Linked DNA regions of Danio rerio: all the other regions are linked to region 3. A link is a contact called in public Hi-C data. All regions are on one chromosome and are shown on one strand. The core of a region is the stretch at or near the end of the contact, and the rest is flanking DNA. Distances in the headings are between cores, read along the strand shown.

Evidence for each region. A called contact is a pair of places that touch in the nucleus more often than the background predicts.
Region 1: a contact with region 3 is called in a Hi-C map of hematopoietic stem cells, with 2.8 times the contacts expected there. The contact joins the promoter of nup107 here to the promoter of kdm7aa in region 3. A contact is called at or near these places in 3 of 18 Hi-C or Micro-C datasets (embryo, hematopoietic stem cells and an unstated tissue) and 1 of 4 datasets of contacts at active chromatin or transcription factors (embryo).
Region 2: a contact with region 3 is called in a Hi-C map of skeletal muscle, with 5 times the contacts expected there. The contact joins the enhancer-like site here to the promoter of kdm7aa in region 3. A contact is called at or near these places in 3 of 18 Hi-C or Micro-C datasets (caudal fin, skeletal muscle and an unstated tissue) and 2 of 4 datasets of contacts at active chromatin or transcription factors (caudal fin and embryo).

Annotation. Positions count from the first base shown.
Region 1 is chr4:23,348,387-23,351,589 of GRCz12tu, reverse strand. nup107 (nucleoporin 107) reads left to right here and starts at 1,661. Exons shown (of 26, transcript NM_001030167.1): 1 at 1,661-1,756; 2 at 2,572-2,657; 3 at 2,769-2,861. The coding sequence starts at 1,749.
Region 2 is chr4:23,320,069-23,323,458 of GRCz12tu, reverse strand. It overlaps a transcript of kdm7aa not described here. Among named protein-coding and RNA genes, the nearest start is that of nup107, 28 kb to the left of the region's middle. Within about 2 kb of position 2,133, at least 5 of the 62 cell types and tissues checked have an H3K27ac peak or open chromatin away from gene starts, as enhancers often do. A contact at or near this core is called in caudal fin and skeletal muscle, where this site is marked.
Region 3 is chr4:23,117,542-23,120,849 of GRCz12tu, reverse strand. It overlaps kdm7aa (lysine (K)-specific demethylase 7Aa), which reads left to right and starts at 1,531. Exons shown (of 18, transcript NM_001346151.1): 1 at 1,531-1,637. The coding sequence starts at 1,540.

The DNA of each region.
Region 1 (3,203 bases), core at 412-2,911, 230 kb before region 3:
TAACCTCTAGGTCAAAGAAGAGATACATTTTTGTGTCCACATCAAATTAAATTTACAAAAGTGATTTTATATACGAAGAAAGCAGTCCCAGCAGGCACAGGATGTCAACTTGATGTACCCCAGACAGGCGGACATGCCCACCCTAAAATCAACCAAATATCAATGTCTAAAGATGTCAGCTTGAGATTGTGTGGATGGTACCACTATGACGTCTGTCAGACGTTGGATTTTGGTTGCCATACCTTACGAATAAATTTCAGATTTGACATAAATATGATGTTGGTTTAAGATGTTGGATCGAATTTGGATTTTGGTCACTTTTCAACAGAACCTAAAATCAACCAAATATCAACGTCTAATGATGTTGTTATTGGACGTCAAAATAATGTTGTCCATAGATGCTGGCTAAACGTTGAATTTTGGTCATTTGACATCACGACTTAAATCCAACCCATGTGTGCCTGCTGAGATGATGTCAAGCAAAGTGTGTAATATAATTTTGTCAAAATAAAATATGGGTGAAATAGTGTCCCATTGGCATTAAGCATACTGATATTTGTGTAACAATTAAACAAAGTTCTTTTTCTGACCAGTGCTTATTAAACTTTATAAAATAATTAGTGATTGTACTAAATTATGTGTTTTAAATTGAGAAGAACATTTATGGAAAACAATTATATATTGGAATTAATAAGTTTTCTTTCTTTGTCATTAAAATCCATTACAATCTTATATCCATTCTGAAATTCTTCGAAATTTCAATATCTTGACAATAGAGCGGCCCACTTTGCAAACTCACAATTATTTTTGTCTGATGCATTTTCATTATGAGATGAAACATTAAGATGCATGTATTTTCAGGTTTTAGATCACGAAGAGAAGCTTCGAAGCATTACAGTAAGTTCATCTTATACAACCTCAAGCATGTATAAAATAAGCAATACTTTGGCAAACACTAGATTTAGAAGGACAACTGTTGATTTTGTGTTGTTATTCTTACCCACATGGCAAACATTCTCTGGCCCACACAATCAGCTTTTGCCTGGCCCACATGCTGCAGTGAAATGCGGTGCACAACGGGACAAAGTCTGGCCAAATATGGACCATTTGGGCCAAGTCTCAGCCAAGTTAACAGCTTATAGCTGGGCCTGAACTGGGCCACATATCTTGGTATGTCACGACTGCAGTAAAATTGATAAACTCATGTTACGTTATCTCCGTTCATCCTTCTATGTATCGAATTATTATGAGCAATAACCTGACATTAACGTAGACGTTAATAACTACGTGACATTTGTACGGAAAATCCTTCAAACATCCCCCGAATACCACTCATGAGACGTGACATTTTAATTTATTGTACAAATTAAAAAATAATCCCTTACACGTCGCGTGCGTTTAATAAAGCAATATATACGTTTTGAATTGGCTAAGGCTACAAATATGCTCGAAAAGTCTTATATTATTACAGGATAATTAGGAATAAATGTTATCCCAAAATCGCATACATTTAAAATGATTATAGAACAAATAAGATATTTTGATTTGCATGAAATTTTTCCTGTATCCAGTAGATGGCAGTGCCTGACAGGCTTTAGTGGTGCAGTAATCGTTCAGCTACTCCCTTAGAGGGCAGTGTGATTCACACAAAGACATGAACGGCACAGATGAAGAAATAACCTCAGAAGTGAAGGCGCTCAAACCGTGTGCTAGCAGCTTTGGCTAGCAGATAGGAACATATTGACAATATGGAATGGTAAAGATTACATTTTATTATTGTTTTGGTTGTTTACGAATGGCGTTGGATTATTTTGGTTGCTATATAGCCTTTCTGCCATACCCGGATGTAGTTACTGTATAGAGAACCGCTCCACATGTCAGTTGAATAGTTTGACTATAAAAACACATGACAGAAAAGAGCATATTTTATTTTTTATCACTTATATTGTGTTTCATTTTTTAAATTAATTAGAACATAATGCTATTATAGCTTAAATGCACCGTTTTAGGCCACATAAGAGTACTCATTTGTTAGCGCTCTTTGTTCTGGCAGTTTTTAGGTTAGATTATATTGAACTTCATTGTCATTACACATGTACAAGACATTATATAGGTTAGGTCTAACAAGGAGTGCAACAGGAGCAAGTGGAGGATTTAGGTATAAGTTATAAGTGGAATTATAGAAAACTATTGGTAATATTTGCAAACAGATGTACTATGAACATTATATACAGATACTTGGATAATCGTTGGCTACTAATATGATTTGCCAATTCAGAATAATATAATTTCTGAAATGATATTATTAGGAAGAATATAAAACCAACTTTACCTCTATAAAACCCAAAAATTCCTCACCTCGAGTCATTCTTTATACAAGTATTTATTTGTTTATTTTTTTATTTATTTTTTTATTTTGTTTGGTTGTTTTTTATTTTTGTTAATAATGGGTGGTAAAAAATATTAAGGCCAGGAAAGTTGTTCATCCAGCCTAACACTGTTCATTTTTTCTTCTGCAGCACTAAAGATGTTATGATGTGTAGGATGTAAAATGTGTTTATTCTTGTGCAGGAGTCAGACTTGGTTGAGTCCAGTGGTTCGGGACGCTGAGGTGACCCGTGCGGCCCGCAGAAAGAGTTCTCACAAAAAAGTTGCTTGTATCCTTTTAAGATTACAAATAACACTATCTGTATCTCCATGATCCTCACTAAAAAAATTGTTATAAGCATGTAGGAAGGATGTTATTATCCCTTTACTCTTGAGTTCAGTCCCGTTGGCACAGGATGACTCTCCTGGCACCAGCACGACCCCTGCTCGACCTCTCCTGCGCCAAACACCTGGACCTCGCCTTAAACAGACATGTAAGTAAACACATACTGCACACGTACACTATGAACTATAAAGACAGAATTATTAGCCCTCCTGTGAAATTGGTGTTCTTTTTCATATATTTCCCAAATGATTTTTAACAGCAAGAACATTTTGCACAGTATTTCCTATAATTTTTTTATTTTTATTTTGCGGAAAGCATTATTTCTTTTAGTTTTTCTGAAATATAAAAATAAAAAACTTTAAAATCTGCTGAGGTCGATATTATTAGCCCCCCTTTAGTTTTGTTATCAGTTGGGTGACCGCTGTACAAACAACTGTTGTCCAATGACTTGCTTAATTTACCAAAATTGTCTAGGTAAACTAATTAACCT
Region 2 (3,390 bases), core at 884-3,383, 200 kb before region 3:
TTATTTAATGACTTGATTGCTTTACAAAATGAACTTATATTAGATGCTAATTAACTAAGTGTGTGTGTTAAACAAACTGTCCTTTAGATGGAGCTGTGATACAGGGCAGTTTTTCAGTCAGTAATTCATAATGAGGAATTAAAGCTTTTTATTTTGAGAATGAGAGATGTTAAATTGTTGATCGCTTTGACTTGACCTGCAGTTTATCTTTTTCTATTTGTTAATTTGGACAGTTTCTTTAACACATCTGCTACTGCTACATAGTTTATAATGTAATATAATTAACATAGGGTTTCATAAGTTAACATTAACATAATAATTGACAAAATTGTACAACATTTATTAATCTTAATTCTACATTTACTAATGATTATTTGTGCTTGTTATAATATAATATAATATAATATAATATAATATAATATAATATAATATAATATAATATAATATAATATAATATAATAAACCAGTTGTCCTCATATAACATGCATGCAGAATGTGTATTTCACAACTGTATAAATTAGGTATCGAGTTTCAGAAGGCAATACATCTAAATGAACAATTAACTGATTAAATATAAATGACTGATACCCAGCGCTGCTCACCGTCATCCATTAAGTGCTTCAGCAGTGGCTCTTCTTTATGTGGTGAACTGGAAACAAGACATTTTAATAATGACTAGAGGGCAGATGTTACTGTGCTAATAACTGCATTGACCCGCTCAGTATGGTGCATTAGTAACTGATCACTTTTATTTTTATTTATCAAGAACGCTGGTTCTGTGTATTTCTTATTCAGATATTATTAAAAAGTCTTTTAAATGCCATAAACTAAACCTGCTACAAAAGGAATCACAAAACTGCCAACTTTAATTTGAAGCAAATAAATTAGCCCCTACTCGTTGAAAATATGTGCCTTGGCTTACATTAAAAAAAAAACATTGCCCTGGGTACAAACTGTGCTACAAAATCGGCATTTTTTATTTAAGGTCTGTTTTCTTTAAAAATCAACTATCTTCATTGCCTGATTAATATATGTTATGAAGTGGATCTCACAATGTAAAAGAAGCACTGCATTAAAATAATTTTATTTGCATCATGTCTTTAAAATATGAACATATATTTTACCCCAGTATATTCAATGCAGGATCTACACTAGCCTTCTAATCCTGACGAGCGTGTGCATGTAAACGTTTCATCTTGTTTTATGCTTGAACAACTAAATGAACATTACATAAACATTAATGCTGTAAAATGAACCATGTAAAATTGAAAAGTCACTAAGTCACATGGAAGTTTATCAGGGAAGAAACACTAGCTGTGCACATAATCTATTAAATTCTTTTGGTTGTATACTTATAAACAGTGTGCATTGCTTATTACATGTGTATAGAAATATTAAAGTTTAATTCAATTGTGTCTGAGCTTCATTGGATTGGGTGGAGCTAAATATCTCCATTAGCTCACTTTGCTTACTGCAATTCTCTGATTGGGGGAATTTTCTGTATAGCAGCATGGATGTAATGCAGTGAAATGCTTTGAAATGCTCACAGGAAACAAGACTCAGCACAGAAGTGTGTGTGGCATGTAAAGAGTCCATGACATTAGTCTTTAGAAGCATCAGCTGTATGTGTGTGTGAAATCATGGGGTGATCTGGGACTGGTGTGTGAGTGAGGTGCAAGATGGGGTATGTTGTTCAGTTCAATGTAAGTGTTCTCCAGTAGCCTGCATAACAATAGCTAATGTATTTTTTGCTGTAGTTATAACAGGATTAATGTAAACAACTCACTGTGAACACTACTGTAATTTTCTGAAATATTTCTTTGCTTTATTAAAAACTATTAATGTTCCAAGTGGTGATTTGTAATGACTGCTGTTTGTCAATCAATTCAAGAGAGAATAGTGATGTATTTAAAAAAATCGCATATTCTTTTCTTTGAAGGATTTTCACTACATCTCTGGTCAAAATAATGTAACTACAAAAATTCTTGGAGTAGTAGAAGCAGCTGGTCTCATGGATTGATGGACATTCATGTTTGTTTCAGCGTTGTGCTTTCTGTCTCCTTGTTTACAGACGCAGGAGTATTTGTGGGCGGTTGCTCTGCATGTAAATTGTGTCTTTATGTCACAGTATGAAGTCAGACTCGGAAATGTAGGCCATGCTTTAGATGATTCATACCAGAACTCTCAGCTTTCTGCCCACTGAATCGCTCCTTTCAGTAAAACAACATAAACCTCTGCCGTGACAAACAAACATGCTGCTATTTTCAGACGTGCAGCAATCATCCTGTGGCAGAATGCGAAAATATCAGCAGATAATATTTATTGTTTGTTTTCATATTTGAGACTGAAAGTCTACAGGCACAGGATGTTTGTCCACTGGATGAACATTGTGTAAGTGTTGTACTAGCTGAATCTGCATCTGCTGCTCATGTTTTCATGCAGTAAATGTCATTTAAACCTTATTACATATTCAGGTCTGATTTAAGCCAAAAGAGATGCATAAAAATGAGAAGGGAAAGAAAAAGTATAGTTTTTTTGTGAGGGGACGAAACTTTAGAACAGCTTTAAGAACCTTTAAATACGTGCAATTTATTTACATTTTTAAAAGATGTGTCAATCAAAAATACATTTGGTCACACTTTTTAGGACAGAAATTTTATTTTATCTGTAATGTAAAATGTATTTATTTAGTTTAAAAACAGGTTTGTGTATGCGTGTTTGTATGTATGAATTTGTCGGTTTATTTCAGACCTAAAAGCAGATAAAATAAATAATTTAAAAAGAGGGTCCAGAATTTTTTCTCCATAAATAGTAAACAAATGTTTAAAGGCATAAAAAGTGTCCAGATTATTATTATTTTTTTTCAGTTTAAATGTTAAGATTGAAATAGGTGTGTTCATTCATGCCAAGGATGATAAAAAAATAAATCCGGTATTTTACAATATGCAGAATATCAGAGACTGCAACTGTAATGAAATACATGATTGAACATGTTGGAATCACTTTCAGAGCATTTTCCCCAGCTGATAAATTGGGTAAACATTGCCAGCTCAAAAAATATAAACATAAATGGATGAAAGAAATAGTTGGAATGATTAGAAAATTTAACTTTGCCACACGGGAAATTTTTTTTTTTTAATTATTTTAAAATTATATTAAAAATAAAAGTTCAAATATATATAGCAAAAGAAAATCGAAGACACTCAAAAAAACAAAAAACCTTTTTAATTTTTTTTTCTTCATTTTTTTAGTATTTAGCTTGATTTTCTTTTTGCTCATGAATCCCTTACCCGAAAAGCACCAATACATTAGGCTACCACTGAGGAGTTTTTTGTTTGATTTTGGATTTTTAAAAAATGTAATCAACTTTTCCCCTCTTTAATTATATGT
Region 3 (3,308 bases), core at 282-2,781:
TTAGTTACAATGAACACAAAACATATGCTGTCTTGACTAATTGTTCATATCATTTTTTTTATAATGTGATGATGAGTGAAATTACCAGAGGTCAAATGTAGTTTTGTGCACCATAGGCTGAAACTTTGAGTATATCCAGGCTGAGGTAAAAACCCTGAAGCTCCATCTGAGGCTATACATAAAGAAAATCACTCTTTTGAACGCAATCCTTTCCATAAACCCCAAACGATGAGATGATTAATCCCTTAAGGATATGAATTTATAATAAAACATATCTATGTATTGATATATTTAAGAATTTCCTGTTTCTTTTTTGGATACCGTTTGTATTGATTTATCAATATATGATAACAGTTGTTGAACCAGCTAAATGTTATATATTACATCCAACTTGTTAAATAAATATTGTGTTAATGTACAAAACATTGATTGCTCAATGTCAGTTTAATCTACTTATCCAATTGTGTTTAGAATTTTATTTTATTTATAAAATTAAATCTTCCCATTCCTTTATTTTTGTTCATTAAGTAAATATAGTAAACAACATGTATTATTCTGCTACAAAATGTGAATACTAATTATCAATAAATGGTCTTTAATGTTTTTATATTTATTAGCCTATATTAAAAATATATGTATATATGTTGTTGTTGTTTTAGTTTTTGGAGCGCTATGCTAATAAATCGTTTGAAGTGAAAAACGTAATAAATATATTATTTTGTTATTATGTATATTTCTGACAAACATGAAAGTTATATTTAATGTTTTAGATGTGTTATAAAATCATAGTGTATTTTATTAAATGTAATAGTGCTACGTGTGTGTTGATTATAATTATTTGTAATATTTTATTTATAATGCTTCTCATTGAAAGAAACAACCTGCCCAGTTATATTAACTTGTGTGTGTGAACGGGTGTATTTGAGTGTATTTTGTGCGTAGCCCCTCCCTCCTCCCTCCTTCAGCCGAGCTCCTGCGTGCGCATGTCCAAGAACACCGCAGATCACGTAGTGCACGTGCACAACGCTGATTATGAATTAACACACAAGAGCTTTATGTAACTCTCCTGTTCAGCTGTTCAACTTTCTCATTCAGCTTTATTTTACATTTGATGACTTTATCATGATAAATAAACCGTCCCTAATTGATAAATTATATTGGCCAAATCCTAATGTTAAATGAGATACTAGATAAATACAGATTATGTTAGAGTTTGGATTTACATATTGTAAAATAAACTTAGGCAGTTTTCTGTGTGTCAATTGATTTTACATCGTCATCATCACGTTAGTAGGTCAATGACCTATAGTCTACTTAGTGTTTTCGTCTCGTAAAAAAACAACATTTTGCCTTCGAGCTTGCTCCATTTATCCAAGCGTTCGTGATTGAGCGCATGTCTGCAGTGGAAGCCGCTGATGTCGGATTTTCCTTCGGCAGTTTCCGCTGGCCTTAGCTACGCCTATTTTTCCCGTTCGGGAGATTCCGCTGACGTTAATCCCTCCCCTACAGTGCTAAGCGTTGTTTAGGGACATTAGGAAGATGGCGGCTGCCCCGCTATACTGTGTCTGCCGGCAGCCTTATGATGTTAACCGGTTTATGATCGAATGCGACATCTGTAAAGACTGGTTTCACGGCAGGTATGAGGATTATAGACTCTTTAACATATGGGGGACGTTTGGTATGTCAATGCTGCCTTGCCACGGGTGTATTCTGTGGTGTAAATCAAGGGTGTCATGAGAAAGTGCTGGTGACGCGCGTTGGGGGGATTTAAATATGACGGTGCGCGATCACGCTCGTCTCGCATTTGTTTTGAGGCATATCGATCGATTTCTGTCAGGCTTTTTCGTGATTAATGTGTACGAGGAAGTTTTGTGACAACCTGCCGTTCTCGGTCTTTCCTTCAGGATTAAATTGTGCTGCTCTCCCTTTGAAGCGAGCTGCCAAAAGCCACATGGCTCATCTGTATGTGTGTTATGAAGCTAGGCATTTAAACCGTCTGTCTGCTTCGGCTTGACATGCTTTGCTAGACATGAAGTAAACAGATCTTATATTTTCTCATTTTATTGTTTAAAGTGAAACACCAGGATTATTATATTTATGATTTGTGTTGGGTTTGAACAAGTTTTAATCTCTGATTTGAGTAATTTAGTCCTTGTATACTTAGTAATTAGTTACCACAGCAGAGTAGATTATTTACTATAGTTTGTTAAAGCAATTATCAGAACACTTAAGTAAATTTATGGCTGCTTCAATTTATCAGCCTGTTAAATATTTTAAAATGTACTTTTCTAGGTTGTCCTGATTATTAAAACAGTTTCTTCTTACTCTGTAATAAACAAAATTGACATAATAGATGTCTTGACAAGTATGCATAAAACATATTCATGTTTTTATGATCCTTTCTAATTTTATGACTTGCCTGAAGTTTTGACAAGTTTTATTCTGTGATTTCGGCCTAGTTACTGTATTTTTAAGTAAATATCACTGCAGAATACATTTTTTATTACAGTTTTAAATATTAATTCATTAGAACTTGTAGGTCTCTTATTAATCTGCCTCTTATTACATTACGTATACATTTCTGGGTCATCCTGATTATCTATCTTGTTTATACCATATATCACCCTTCATGCCTAAAGATTTCTTGTTGCTTTGTAATAAACATAATTGACTTAATGTGTGTCAGTAGGATGTCTTGACAAGTATGCATATAAAACTGAGCATGAATTTATGATAATCTTGTCTGATCATGCAATGTTTATCCAGTTCTCTGTCTCGCATTGTTTGATGTGGCAAGACAAGTTGTGCAATGTGAGAATTTCTAGTATTTGGCAGAACAGATATTTTTCTAATAGGCAGATGCACAAACATACAAGACAGCATCTCTCTTGGCACACCAACAATTTTGGCATATTGTCAAAAGAAGCTGCCTTTAAGCTTCAGGACAGAATCTATTCTTTAAATGGGCCAGGTCAGTGCTTCCCTTCCTGTCTTGTGAAGTATCCGCTGGTATATAGTGACTGTTTGTTGTGGGTGTTGAGAATTAAGTCTTGCATAACTTTTGCCGAGCTGCCAGGTTCCCCAAACCCAGTGAGAGTGTGAGACAAGGACTGACGCCTTTGCAGGCCAGAAGAAGAAGTGAAGGGAACGACTGTGATTCTGCAGTGTCAGTGACGCACACAGTCTGCTACGAAATGCTTGGTGTCACTTCATTCCATACATCTAGATTGATGTGACACAATGTTCTCAGGATCAAAGATGTGAAACGTCGCATGTAGAGTTTGAAAGTGTGGCAGAATGTGAACGTC